Linked DNA regions of Mus musculus: all the other regions are linked to region 1. A link is a contact called in public HiChIP or PLAC-seq data. All regions are on one chromosome and are shown on one strand. The core of a region is the stretch at or near the end of the contact, and the rest is flanking DNA. Distances in the headings are between cores, read along the strand shown.

What was found. HiChIP or PLAC-seq counts read pairs in DNA pulled down with a chosen protein or histone mark.
Region 2: an H3K4me3 HiChIP or PLAC-seq map of embryonic basal ganglia shows a contact between it and region 1, with 6 times the contacts expected there. The contact joins the enhancer-like site here to the promoter of Lnpk in region 1. A contact is called at or near these places in 8 of 39 promoter capture datasets (cranial neural crest, embryonic stem cells, frontonasal cranial neural crest and 5 more) and 7 of 115 datasets of contacts at active chromatin or transcription factors (cardiomyocytes, embryonic basal ganglia, embryonic limb bud and 3 more).
Region 3: a contact with region 1 is called in an H3K4me3 HiChIP or PLAC-seq map of embryonic forebrain, with 2.9 times the contacts expected there. The contact joins the enhancer-like site here to the promoter of Lnpk in region 1. A contact is called at or near these places in 1 of 39 promoter capture datasets (cranial neural crest) and 8 of 115 datasets of contacts at active chromatin or transcription factors (astrocytes, embryonic basal ganglia, embryonic forebrain and 4 more).

The regions. Positions count from the first base shown.
Region 1 is chr2:74,575,936-74,580,839 of GRCm38.p6, forward strand. It overlaps Lnpk (lunapark, ER junction formation factor), which reads right to left and starts at 3,013. Exons shown (of 13, transcript NM_027133.3): 1 at 2,884-3,013. It overlaps 4930445N08Rik (RIKEN cDNA 4930445N08 gene), which reads left to right and starts at 3,109. Exons shown (of 2, transcript NR_166470.1): 1 at 3,109-3,189.
Region 2 is chr2:74,094,773-74,099,676 of GRCm38.p6, forward strand. No RefSeq gene overlaps it. Among named protein-coding and RNA genes, the nearest start is that of Gm31534, 110 kb to the right of the region's middle. Within about 2 kb of position 1,904, at least 2 of the 459 cell types and tissues checked have an H3K27ac peak or open chromatin away from gene starts, as enhancers often do. A contact at or near this core is called in embryonic basal ganglia, where this site is marked.
Region 3 is chr2:74,117,734-74,122,637 of GRCm38.p6, forward strand. No RefSeq gene overlaps it. Among named protein-coding and RNA genes, the nearest start is that of Gm31534, 85 kb to the right of the region's middle. Within about 2 kb of position 2,423, at least 13 of the 459 cell types and tissues checked have an H3K27ac peak or open chromatin away from gene starts, as enhancers often do. A contact at or near this core is called in embryonic basal ganglia and embryonic forebrain, where this site is marked.

The sequences.
Region 1 (4,904 bases), core at 1,763-4,262:
CTAGCCTAAAATAGTCTTTACTGCATATTATTTTTTAAATGAGCATATGAAATATGCTCGTAATTCATAATGAATACCTATTTTATGTCAGTTATTTATTTGGAAAATGTTTTGCTGTTAAAAAACAATGATTTAGCCTCCAGGCTCCCTGAAGCAAGAAGTTGTGCTTTTACATTTACCCTCTGAGATATAAGTCATAGTCATTAAATCCATGCTCTCATAAGCATAGCAACAATCGATTCTTACTGCTTCAGAAATTTTTCTATCACATTCTAGTAGTATTAAAGCTGATTTACTATAATGTACATATGATAGTATTTTTTAACAGATGTAAAACACAGGAAGATTGGCTATTTTCTATAGTACTGAGTTCATTTCTCAATCACACCCATTGCTGCTGTCCTTTCCTTTACTCCAATTCTGACTGACCATCACTTACTGTAAAAAAAAAAAAAAAAAAGGAGCCAAAACATTAAATATCCCTGTTTCTCAATTTCCTTATTTGCAAAAGACAGATAGAATCCTCTAGGGTGTTGAAAGGCTTAACTCTGTCCTGACTTACCCTAGTACCTGATAACATAGTCATTACCCATAATTGTTTTTCTTGATGTACTTATTGCCATTTTCTAATCCATCTCACTTTCTTGACTCTAGCATTTCCTTCTGAAGCATAAATCACTCCCTTCCTCAGGCAGCTTGTCCCCAAACAAGTGCAGTCTCTTTCCAGCTCTGATATCACAATGGGACTTAGCATGTATGACCTTAAGGGCTGAGTGCATCTAAATGTGGGGGGTTAAGATTTATTTTCATGTGTATGAGTATTGTGCTTGCATGTATGTGCACCATGTGTGTGCCTTGTGCCCAGGGAAGTCAGAAGTGGGTGTTAGAGTTACAGATGGCTGTGACCCACCATATGGGTCATCTGAGTGCCCCCAAGCTCTCCAGCCCTCTACCATACTGATGATGTTTTCCACTGTTATTCACACTCAGACCTAAGTGTTTTTCTTGAATTCTCAACTCACTTCAAATCACATTAAAACAATGGGATAAGGATTCAAAACATGGCTCAGCCATTTACCAGCTATATGATCTTAAACTTAGAGAGTTCTTAAACTCTGAGCTTTGGCTAATAAAGCAGTTAGAATATTTACATTCCTTGGAATTGTATAAATTTAGTGAACTTATTTATCACTTGGCACAGTATTTAGCACATAGTATTTAGGTAATTTTAGCCATTACTATTGCTGTTACCAAAACCACATGTAATATCTAAATGAAGCATGTGCCTAACATTCCATTAAATGAGTGCATATTTTAATTATTTCATAATTTAAAATCTGTAAGTATAAAATAAGTTTGTGTTTTTACTAAAAATATTTTTCTCATTTACCCTAGCATGGAAATAAATAAATGGAGTATTTTTCAAGCACTTCCCATTATAATAAACGTATAAGCCTTCATAGAAAACAACAAAAGAAATGGAGTTTTGTGGTTTTTAACCTTTGATTCCAAACTTAAATATAAACTAGTCACCTTTAACAGCATCTCCACATTATACTACACAATTTGGGTTTAAATGTGATTTGTTCGAAATCGCTTTCAAATGTCCAAATAGGCAACTCTGAAATATCTTACACCAGGTTTATTGCCCAAAAAAAAAAAAAAAAAAAATGGTAAGCACACTTCTAAAAGCACTTTTAATATGAGATGACCACCACAAAATAAATAAATATAAAAATTAAAAATAAAAAAGACTGACAGGGAGATTTCTATATGAACTCATACCTTTATTAGAGTCACCTATCCAAGCATTCTTCCAACATATAAACACCATAAACATTTATTAACATCATTACTATGGTGACCCCAATAGATGTCAAGGAACTTTTTAAAACTTCACTTTTAAATGAACCACTCTTGCTTAAGGTTCGTATTCGAAATCAACTTTGTTCTTCTAAGAAGGCACTATGGAGACCTTTGGGAACTAGGTATTAGCCCTGCCTGCCAGCTTGAACATATATATGCCTGTAACTAAATTTACTCACATCCATCACACCTCTAGACAATGTTGTCAACGCTAAGACTGAGGCCACAGAGACAGAAAACAATAGGCTCTAAGCACCACAAACCAGAAACCAAAAAGTAAGAACAGAACACTGAAAACTCAGTGAGTCGCAGGTGTTGCTTAAAACTGCACGCAGAAATAAATTCACCAATCCGAACTCTCCGTCCGCAAACACACCATCAAAGAATTAAACCTACTGATGCCCCTTGGAGTTGCTTTTCCCGGGTCGCTCCTGTCACCACGCACCTTCGTCCTACCCCACCCCTCAGACTGGTCGCTGTCCCTCCAATAAGTAAGGACAATGGTTGTGGAGCAGCTCCTCTAAGTCGCTCACAATCCACGCCCACACGCGGACGGAGCAGCATGACACTGACAGTTTTCAGACCTTCCCGTCGTGCCAGCTCAGGTGGACGCGGAGGTGATCGGGGCTCTCAGGGTGGATATTTCAGCTAGGGATGTGCTCTCTGGGACCTTCTGACACTTCTTAACACAGGGGGGGCCCAAGGGCTCGGGCTCTAAACAGCCACTGCGCGGAATCCCTGAGAACATACCCGGAAAGAACACCGGCCTCAGGGGAGGCAGAGCCGGGTCTCGTGCGCTCCGGAGCCGCTCGGGCCGCTGTTCAGGGCGATCCACGAGAGAAGGCGGCAACAGTGTACGGAGGGCAGCAGCCCCGCGGCGTGTTCCCCAGCCGCCACCAAGCTCTAGGCCACTTGGCAGGGGCGGAGGCACCCGGGCCGGCGCGCCGAGGAACCCGGAGACTGGTTCCCGCTGTCCGGAGCGCCTCCGTCTACGCGGCCCTCCCTTCACAGTCCTACCTGAGAAAAGCGGGCGCCGCTCGGCCTGGGCGTCCACTCGGGGAAGCCTGGGTCGCCACCGCGTAGAGCCTCTGGAGCAGGCAGCAGCACCTACAGATAGAGCGCTGGGCCCGGCCAATGCCTTCCCATCAAACCCCGCGCTCCTGCCGCCAGCCAATGGGCGCTGCAGCCGGCGCGCGCCGCTCCCCCATCACGTGATCCGGCCGGCCCAGCCGTTGGTGCCTCAGAGCGGCGGGTGTGGCAGGAGGATTTAGGCTGAGTATCCTCCGCGCTAGTGTAGGCTGTCGGTCCTCGGGGCACCACAGGGTAGGGCGGTTCCGACTGACTCTTACTAGTTCTGCCTCCTTTTCTCATGAACAACTCCCACGCCCCAGTCTCGCCAAGAAAAGAAACTGATCCTGATTGTCCCAGACCTTCTGAGCGAGAGAAGAGTGGGGAGGACAAAGGGGAGGGACGTTGAAGGTCGAGACCTGTGTGTCTGGAAAAGAGAGGGTACCTGAGATCCCAGATCAGCTGTCATCCAGAAGGCAGCAAAAAAGTTTACATTGCATAGCTCAGAAGCCATCCCAGCCAAGCAAGTGGAGAGAGACAGACAGACATCATACATAACACCTCCTGGCCATACCCCATGAGGGCTTTAGGCTTGTTTCTGTTGCTCTTGGACGTCAAAAAGGGTCCTTTCATGACTACGCGCTTATCTCACCAGCATGAGAAGAACTTGAAATGATAAGGATGGTCTTTTCAAGCTAAGGGGTAGCAACAAAGGCTGAGCTTTCCAAAATTACACTCTTAACAATCTCCAAAACCTCTGAATAACTGGGGCCCCTTAAACAGTAGTGCTGTATTTCCCTAAGAATTGAAAACGACCTAAAGAAGGCTGTATTCCAGTCAACTGCAAGTATCAATAACAAAACTTCAATGGGAGGGGTGGGGGCGCTCCATAGGCAAAATTAGGAGGGAAACTTCAACAAAAGCTTTTATGTTCTGTGTTCAATCACTTTTACGGGTTTTTCTTCTTTAGTTAAGGAAGAAAATGTTTCTGATTTTCAAAGTGCAATAGATATAATAATATGCTATGTTTACACTGACAACACCAGCAGAGAAGAAGGCATAGACATAGTATCTACTTTGTAAGATAATCCCCTAAATTCTAAGATCTTCAGTTACAGCTTTGTAAACTTAAAAGAATAGGAGAGAGCTAAACTTTAGTGTGCCATGTATCGCCTCACCAATGTGGAAGAAAGTAAACAGACATTTCACCAGTTTTTATTTGGAAAATTAGCCATTTTATTTCCCAGCCTTGGTAGTTTCTAAGAACATAAAACTCGTGCTGCCTCTTGTCTCAGATCTTTCCTAAAGGGAACAGGAAAGTTTTGTTTGTTTTTGTTGTTGTTGTTGTGTTTTGTTTTGTTTTTGACTCTTGCTAATACTTGTCCTAGGGTTTTTCATTGAGCTATCAGGGAGTTTAAAAATAAAACAGGACAGAGAGAAGAGAGCTAGCTAGAGGCAAAGATTCTAAAAGATCTAATCCTGAAAAAAAAGTTTCTAGGGAAATCACATGAGAAAAAATGTTAGCCTAGCCAGGTTTGAAAGGGAAACATAAAGTCTAAATCATCTCTCAAATCTTCCCAAGTATTTTTCAAGTGAGGAAACAAAGTAGAAAAATATGTATAGTGCTAAAGACAGCACTATATTTATATTTGTCTTATAAATGGAGAGGATATCCACCGAGGATATGGCTAGATGGTAGTAAGCTTATCTAGTGTATACAAGGCCCAGGATTTAGTCCGCAGTACCATGAAAGAAATGAAGAAAGTGAAAAGGAAGTGTGTCACAGGACAATGCAGGAAAGACAAACAGAACTAAACATGGGATATACTGCTAAACTGCAGACTCCAGGATGATTTTGAGTATTTATGGACTAGGCCCTTCGTTAAGTACTGAGGAAGCATACCATAGCTACAATAAAGCATCCAACAGGAGTGGGAAGAAAACTACAAGTTAAAAAGTGTTCTATGTTC
Region 2 (4,904 bases), core at 654-3,153, 480 kb before region 1:
CATTTTCTCTTAGGGCGTGGCCCCTTTGTAGGTGAATCACATCCAAGAGGAAGTATATGGGCAGCATAAATTGGACTTGGCTGATCATTTAAAATAAACAGGAAGTGAAGTTGGGAGGTGGTGGATGTATCCAGAAGTAGTTAGAGGAGGAGTAGGGAGGCAAAGGGTATAAAAATATGTTGTATGTATTTCTCAAAAAAACTAACAAAATATAATAGTAAAAATACACAGAAAAGGGAAGATGGATATCCTAGTATGGGGCTAGATTATCTACTATGAAGATTAGCATAAAAAAGACTCTCCTGGGTTCATACTTCAGGGGTAAACACCTGTCTTGGCTACAGGAACCATAGCTCTTAGACAGAGGATCACAGCTTGTCCATGTGAATGTGGGTCTGATTAGTGTTGATCTCCAGTTACTATTTCCAAATGCTATCATTAGGATGGACCTAATACATACACAGTTAAGGGTTCTTTTAATTGCTTCTTGGGTTAGGTAGGAGGCTCGGCAGTATAGTGCCTATCTAGCACATACGAAGCCCTGGCTTCTACCCCTAGCGTTGCAAGTAAACAAAAGTGGAATGGGCATCCAATTATGGTTCTTACATATAACTCAGCCACTTTACAAATTAGTGCTGTTATTAATAAAGATGAACTCTGAAATAAAGCTTCAAACTAGCCTGGGAAACACTAGAGATCTGTCCTAGCTTGTTTTTTTTTGTTGTTGTGATAAAACACTAACCAAAAGCAACTTGGGAAGAAAAGGGTTTTATTGGCTTATAGGTTATAGCCCGTCACTGAAGAAAGCCAGAGTAGGAGCGCAAGGCAGAAACCTGGAGGCAGGAACTGAAGCAAAGACCATAGAGGAACACATCCCACTGGCTTACTTGTAAGCTGATGCTTAGGTACCCTTCTTAGACAGTGTAGGCCTGCCTCTCTCGGGATGGTGTCGCCCATAGTGGGCCGGGCTCTCTCCTACATCAATTAGCAATCAAGAAGATGCTTCACAGACATGCCCCCAGGCACATTGGGTGGAGGGAATTCCTCATTTGGAGTATGTACCATGTTAACAACATGATGCTATCCAAGGATAATGGCTAATGTCACAAGTTTACTTGAAGTAAATTAATATAAAATAATACTCGAAATCGTAGCTTAAAGGTTAAAGGAGAATCATAAGACCATTTTTTTTAATTGGTCTGCATTCCAGCCATCAACACTATGTGCCAAATATGAAAACAAAGTATTGATCAATAATGGATCTTGTTGGGGAGTAATATTTCTGATCACAGCATGACAATGTTACTCGGTGTCCTTTATGTAGTGTCTGACCTTTCAATATAAATGTGAAGTCAGTAAGTAGATAGAAAATATTTTTGGGTTTCACCATGCCCCCACAGCCTCTTTTTTATTCTTTGATGCTTACACACTGTCTTTTGAAGTGACTGATCTGTTATCAGGTCTGAGCAGGTCTCACCTGTCCCACCCTCATTTGTCCATGGCTTTACCTCAGGACATGAGCAGTGAGTGTCAGGCGAGCATAGGAAGGACATGGACCTTCTAAGAAGGCAGTTCATTAGTGACTGTGTTCGCATTCTCATGATTTTGTTTTTCTTTTCCACACTTAGGCCACCAGAGACTTTAGCTCATTAATGTTTGGTTAATGGGCAACTGTTCTTAATTTCTTGCTGTATATCTGGCTTCAAGACTCTCATGTCAAAGGGAAAAGAGCTATTAATTCCCCTTTACAAACATATACACTAAGAAAACAAAGCTCCAAATATGACATGAAGAGATGCAAAACCTCTTTCCCTTTTCTGCATGCATAATGCTAGCTCCATTCTGCCATAGTCTGAGGGGGCCCTTATTTTGAAATGCCAGTGCTGGCAAGTGGGAGTTTGACCATTATGAAAGTCGTATCTTTGCCCTGGCCTATACCATAGTAAACTGAATGACAGAAAAACAAATGTCACTTATTAGAACATTGAGGTTTACTGTTGAAGTGATTAACTAAGAATCATTTGTATGATTAAATGCTGGAAAATAATTTGCTTTCCCTGTGAACCTATAGCTTAGATCTCATTACACAGAAGTGCTGCACATTAGTTGAAGCAAATTAACATTCAAACACTTTCTGGAGTGGCTGCTAATCACAGGCTGTTAATTACTGTCATTACATTAGGCTTCTGCAGAGACTACCCAAAGAATCATTCTCATGATCTTGGTATTTGAGAGTGATCTTCACCAATAAAAACACATGTCAGAGATACAGAAATTGCAAATTGCTGAAATTGCTGACAGGGTTGAAAATTCCGCTGACTATAAGTACCCATCTCGTGATGGATGCATTCTTGACACAGTTTCAGTGTTTGGACTTAGGAAATAATGAGTATCAATGTCCTAGCAAGGGAATATGCAAAGATGAAGAAGCCCTTTTGTATCCTTAATTAAGGAAAATAGTAGCAGAACTCGTTCACAGATAAGTGACTGTACATAATAATCATGTATTTATGTAAGGGAGTGCTATGCTATATTACTGTAGTGGCAATTAGATTTTCACAAAGTCGTTTTAATAAAAGGCATACTTACATAATAAATAAACAAAACCGCTCATTTTCATGGCAGGCTCTCTAATTATACACTGGCTCAAAATAAAATGTTCTGCAATGCTAAGTTAAACATATAGATTCTAGCTTCTTCTACAACATTCCCCAAATTTTTTCGCAGATCCACAGTTCCTGTCGCCCCGGGGAACTCCGCTAAATCAGGAGAGACTATTTGTGCATTTTGCCTATTCTGCATAAGGAAGGGATCATTGCAGAATTTAGAAGTCAAGGCTTTCCACACCCACTAATCTTTCTTTATTGCTATCAATAAATTGTACATTGCCAACAATTGGGATCGTCCCAATGCCAGTATTTTGAGAACTCAGGTGACTGTTAACATGTGTTGGTTTGGGCACAATCCAATTCTTCAACAGTGTATATGTTAAAGAAGCCCAAGCCACAAACCTCAGAGGATCTCTTAATTATGGTACAAACAAGGTCTCCTAATTCTGGCTTCTCAGCCATCCATTAATTCATTCATCAAATATGTATTAAATGTCTTGCTTGTGGAGGGCATTTTATTAGATACTGTGAGAGTGTAAGGGTGAATTAGCTATGAAACCTGCCTTGGAGGAACTTAGAGATTAGTATGGGACAACAAGCCTTTCAAGGTGAGCCCCTGCTTCCAGGAGGACAGAGTGAGCATTTGTGGATGGATCTGGGTCAGTCTTTCCCAGATCCAACAGCTGTGGCACAGTGAGAGGGCTAGCTGTGCTACCTGTGTGTGTGTGTGTGTGTGGTCACCTCTGTTCTAAAGCAATCCTGTTCCCGAATATGCAGATAGAGCTCTGTTTCCTAAGGGCTTACAGAGACACACCCATACTTATATATTCCTTTCTTTCTCTTTCTCTCTTCCTTCCTTCCTTCCTTCTTTCCCTCACAGAGTGAATGGTCCAGTAGGGAATACAGATTAGTAGATGAGCACTATTAATCTATTAATAAGTGGGTCCTCTGATGAGGTACATTTAGCATGCAGTGTGAGTACACGGGGAAGGCTCACAGATGTGACGAGGCAGGTTAGCTGGGATTTAAAATAAGGTTAGTAATGAGCAGTGGAGTCTTGGGGAAGGGATTCCAGTGTGGTGTGTTGGAGGAAGCAAGTGAATTTCAATATGACTAATCTACGAAATGCAAGGGCATGAGGATAATAAATGTCTGGTGCTGAAGGAGGAGGAGCTTGTCAGTAGCGGGGAGGGGGCGATAAGATGTATGTAAATTACATCCTATAAAAATTTGCTGATGTTTGAGGACAGGGAATGGCACAGACAAGTATGTATGTTTAAAAAGGTCACTCTGGATTCTTCTATCGAGCATACTGGAAGGGGCAATCCTTGAGGCAGACATAGCAGTTAAGCTTGGAAGAAGAATAGGAAGTATTCCCATTCCACTGGATAGGAAGTAGAAGCAATGGGACTAGGGCTTTGGCAAGATGTGTCTGTGTTTGCATCCACATATGTGGGTGACTGTATGGGCAGTGGTTGTTTCAAGAGGGAAGGGGAAGTTGAGGAAGACTCCAGGGCGAAGGAGCTAGAGCTGCTGGTTATTTCAGCTCCTAAGGGAGGAACACAGCAGGTTTAGAGAGCTTAGTGAGTAGCCTGCTTTTGAAGTTGACTTTAAGGAATTTTCAAGTAGAAATACCCTGTCAGTAGGAAGTGTGAGTCATAGAAGGAAGAGCCAGTCCCCACCATTGTCCTTTGTGTTTGCTTTTAGCTGTTTGGTTTCCCCACATTTCATCCACAGAGGCGGAGATTAAAGTCAGTGCTCTGCTCAATAACGGTTCTCTCCCAGCATGTGTGCATACCTTTTAATTATCTTGCTTTATGTATTATTAAATATAGGAAATTGTGCTCAGATATCATGGGCTTAATTTAAACTGACAGAAGCAAAAGACATTGCAAATTAAAATTGCTATGCTTCCCTTTAATGCTCTTAAAGTTCTCAATTCTTAAAAAGAAATCTAAAACAGGAAGTGGTTATGTTCTCCTCTGGAAGAGGGGACTTACAGAATCTGCTCAGTCTTGAGGCAAGTTCATCACATGGTGTCAAAGGGGAGCGTGTATTGCAAATAAACACCAGCTTTTTGTTATAACCTTCTTTTCTGGTAGCTTGTGTAGTCATAAAAGACTTGAAGGGACTCAAAATCCTGGGTTAGGTTTCAATCTTTAGATACTCCACTGGGGTTTTCTTCCTTTTTTTCCTCTATTGAAAGTCCTCTCAGCATCTAAATCCATGCCACAGCTATGGAAATTTTGGAACAAGGCCAGATTTTCTGGGGAAAGCTAGGAAAATGAAGTGAGT
Region 3 (4,904 bases), core at 1,173-3,672, 460 kb before region 1:
CCAACCAAACAAACAAAAAAAACCACAGCTGAGATCCAGTGCTGTCTTTCATTGTCACCCGTACAAAGCTTCAGTAAATAAAACAGTGTGATGTTGGCAGACAGACAGATGGGTAAGACATTTGGACAGAAATGTTACAAAACAAAGACATACTGATGGTAAATACGTACATGAAAAAAATGCCTAATGACATTAGGAGGGTGTAGGTTGTGATCACAGTGAGACATCGCCATAGACCTATGGAAATGGGTAAAATGAGAAGAATTAGTCACATACAGTACAGTGTGGAGGAACGGGAGCTACCAGACACTGCTGCTGGTGGAGATGTAAAAACAATCCAGCTGGCGAAAGTGTGACAGTATGACCCAGCCACTGCACACACACACATCAAGTGTCCACCCAACAATCCAACCATTGCACACACACATCAAGTGTCCACCCAACAACCTAGCAATGGAAGGAGGGAGGTGTCCACTGTCTTGACAGATAGTGGCTACATAGGTCTAAACATGGCCAGTCTATTAAGTTGTGTACTTTAAGTGGTGGAGTTTATCCTACAGTAAAGCTGATCTTTAAAAGTGCCTCAAAGAAAGTAGGGTAACTGACAGTGAAAATAACGGGTCACCTTCAATGCCAACTTCCCAACAGCACAAGAGCCTGTGGTTGCCAGCTCCATTGTGGGTCCTCTAATGGCTGGGTGCAGAACTCTTCGAGTTTGCTTGTCTGACATTTAGAAGGTTAATAAAGAACTGTGGATAAACAGCCTCAATTAACTCATAAAAGTGATTTGGACAGGAACAGCTTCTCATCAGATGAGGGGGAGGGGCTGCAGATCTATGGTTCTTGCTTCTGGTTTCAGCTGGAAGACGTAGGGCTTACTTAGGATAGCTAGAAAATACCATGAAGACCAGACCAAGCTGCAGGTACATGTATAAAAACCCCCTTTTAGGAAATTCCTGGCCAGTGGTCAGTTGTAGACTGAAATTGAGTCTGCCATGCATGAGCGTCCGGGATGCTCACAGAGGCAGTCATTTTGAAAAATCAACCACGAGCAACTGTGGTCCTTCTAAATTTGCTTTAGACTATTGGATCTTTTTCCTCTTCATTTTAGAGATTGTGTGTGTGTGCCATTTTAAGAATTTGTAGCAAAGACTGCTACATAAACTGCTAGTCACACTTGCTGGGGAACTTTGCAAATAAAAACCATAAAAACAGTGTTAGCTTATTAAACAAACAGAAAGAACTTAATAGCATAGAACTTGGGTGCATAAAAGCTCGGGATGGCTTCCGAAATAGCGTACATCACATAAAACGAATTACAACCAATAGATCTAGGTCTAGTTTCTGAGTGTCCACTTCGTTTTTAGTTAAGACAAACATCAGGATTGTTGTAATATTAACACCATTCCCTAACCATTTGATTGTTGTTATTTCTTAGTATTCCTGAGCCATGAAAGCATCGTGCACAGGGCTCTGCTCTTGCACAGAGAGGCGGGCTTTTCTGTAAGAGAGTTGCTGCCTGCGATGGTGGGCTGCCTGCTGTCGTGTTTACCTTCACTGGGGCTGCCTGGCTATTGTCGAGCCAGTTGAGATGATTCATGGGTCTGACAGATGTCTGGTACAGCTGGATGTGTCCTTGATTATCCCAAAAGTCTGGACAGCACTGTCATTCACCATTGCCCAAATTATCTTTGTATTGACTGTGGAACCCTTGGTGACAGCGCTGTAATGGCTAATTACCCAAGATACCACTGGTACGCACTTCATAATGGCTTAGTGAAAAAGGAAAAGACTGTAAGGAAATGAGGAAAAAAAATACTAATAAAAGTAACATCCTGTTCTGTGCAAAGAACAGACTCTGCTGCAGTAGAGTGTGTGTATTTATTTGACATCATGCAGTCTATGCTAATGAAATCCAGGGCCACAATAGGAGAAGCATAGATTCTCATGAAACGTGTAAGGGAGGGATAAAACGTAAAGAACGCTGACAGTGATGAATTATGGACAATAGAAGGAGCTATTAGCTGGGAGACAATCGTATGCATGGCATACTCGGGAAAGGCATGACAAGTGGCAATTTGCCTGCCTCGCCTGCTGCAGGGGTTGGAGGCGAAAGAGTACGTTCTGTTTAGCAAATGGCCTCCCCAGAAATGGAGAGGAGGGAGGGAAAGAGGAGGCGCTTAGTAAATCTGCTCCGGGGGCAAGAATGGGAAGCCGAGGTTTCATTTCCCCCTATAATGCCATAAATTAGCCCACTTTGACAAACATAGCTCCCTCAAAGCAGATATATATTAGGAGGGGGAAAGAGAAGGGAATAGAAGGCACAAAATCCCATTTTGACTTTTAGTGGAGATGATGAGGTCCCGGGAGGGCAGACAAAGCAGGCCGGGGAACAGCTTTCCACACAAAGAATGCAGTGATTCGCCACATCCTGTCCAGGCCGTGTCTGAATGTCACTCCTATCTTAATTACTAGACTAACAAAGCTATCCCGTTCTTCTAGAATCTCTGCCTCCGTTCTCACAATGCAAGAGGAGAATCTGATGAAAGGTTGCTCGTGAGTCTTTATGAAGCCAGGAGGTGAGGTCAGGGGCCTTGGGGAGGCGGAGTAGAGGAGGATGATGGGTGAAGACCGGAAGGCCTGATGCTCTCTTGTTCTTGATCGACATGGGTACTCCCCTGAGTTTTGTAGCAAGTGGCTTGGTGGGACAGCTGTGACAAAGTCGGGGACATGATGCATCACCCCTGGCCTTCCAGTTGGAAAGGGGGAGATTGTCTCTTTCTTTGACCCTATACTTGTGCAGTGATCTCAGGCCTAGTCACTCACAAAGCACGGGATACGAGCAGTGTGACTTGAGGACTGTGGGTACTGCATTCTGACTCACTGAATTATTCCTTTAGCTGAAGAACTTCAGTCCATTGTTTTGGACCACCTCAAATACTTCATTGTGTCCTCCCTGAGTTCTCTCGGATGCTTCTTGATGGTCCCAGAGGTGTTCCTCTGTCCACTGATTCTCAGTAAGGACCATAGTGATGGTGTAGGAGAGAGACGGACAGGAATTTGGGCGAGAATATCTCCTGAGCCCTGTGCTGATACCCTGCCCCTGCCAATCATATGGGCGAATACTTCTGTGTCCATCAAGCAAATTTTCCCTTTGAAAATGACTTGGATTGAAACAAGTTAATTCCCCCTAGAACTCTGGTTAGTTGGAGTTATTTTGTATTTTTTAAAAAAATGACAATCACATTTTCAAAACACGTAGGTGATACGTTTGTATCCCTATCACATTTAGGCGTGCCCCCCACCATCATAACACAGACAAAGTGGGAGGAGGGAAGAGAAGCTGTAGACCCGGACATGTCCAGGTGGCAGGCTGGGGGGGAATAGAGTGGTGGGGATCCCTCACGCTGGAGCGAGGACACAGTGAGGTCAGTAGCCACTGCCGGTTGCTGTTGTGTACAAGTGAGACGTGGGGGCCATATCTCTTTTCAGGAAGATTTAAAACTCCAAAGTCTTAAGGATTATCCGTTCCTAAGGTCTTACAAGCTTCAAACCTGGGTGTGTTTGCCAGTGTCTGGGAGGGAGCTGGGTTGACGGGCAACAGAGATCTTAGACACTATGAACCTGATGCTGTCTGGTGTTTCAATAAAGCACAAGAACCACCCATTCCAACAGAGGCTTCTTGATGTCAGTCTCGTGTTTGCTTGTACACTGCTGTTTACCTACATTTTCTTCAGTCCCGTGTCGTCTAACACACCGTTAGCAGGATCAAGAACCTTCCATGGAGCCATTTGTAGGTCTTTTTTTTTTTAAATTGACATTTGATTTGATTTGATTTTTTCAATTTTATTTATTTTATTTATTTCAATTGTTACCCCCTTCTAGTTCCCCACCCCCCAAGATCCCCCAATCGACCCTTCCTCCCCCTGTCTCCACGAGGGTGCTCCCCTACCCTCCCACTCACTCCTGCCCCACTGCCCTATCATATCTCTACACTGAGGCATCAAGCCTTCACAGGACCCAGAGCTTCTCTTCCCATTGATGTCAGACAAGGCCATCTTCTGCTACATATGCAGCTGGAGCCATGGGTCCCTCCATGTGTACTCTTTGGTTGGTAGTTTAATCACTAGGAGCTTTGGGGAAGGGGGGGGGTCTGGTTGGTTGATATTGTTGTACCTTCTATGGGGTTTCAAACCCCTTCAGCTCCTTTAGCCCTTCCCCCAACTCCTCCATTGGGGTCCCTGTGCTCAGTCTGATGGTTGGCTGAGAGCATTTGCATCTGTATTAGTAAGGCTCTGGCAGAGCCTCTCAGGAGACACAGGTTCCTGTCAGCAAGCACTTCCCAGCATCAGCAAGTGTCTGGTTTGGTGTCTGCACATGGGATCGACCCCCAGGTGGGGCAGTCCCTGGACAGCCCCTCCCTCAGTCTCTGCTCCACTCCTTGTTCCTGTGTTTCCTTTAGATAAGCAATTTTTGCTTAAAATTTTGTGAAGGATAGTGTCCCCACCTCTCACATCTTGACCTTGTTTTCTCTTTCTCTTTCCATCTGGAGGGCTCAGCCCAGAGTTTGAAGCTCCGAGAAGACGCTCAGCATGCCTCTGACTCCTTCGCAGTATTTTCACAATTGGAGACATAGACTCACTATCATCTGTCTCCCTAACAGACTCTATGCTCCACAAGGGCAGGGAATTTCCTCTATACTGTCAGGATCCACTCCAGTATGTAGTATGCATTTGATGAGTGTCAAGTTGCAGAAATAGAGACAATTGAATGGGTCATGTAAAAACTAAACATATGTGTCCAGAGGTTAATCTCATCCAAAATCCTCTCTGAAGATCTGAAAAGAGAACTGAGAACTACCACTGTATCTACTGTCAATCAGACATGTTCATAAGCGGTTTTTT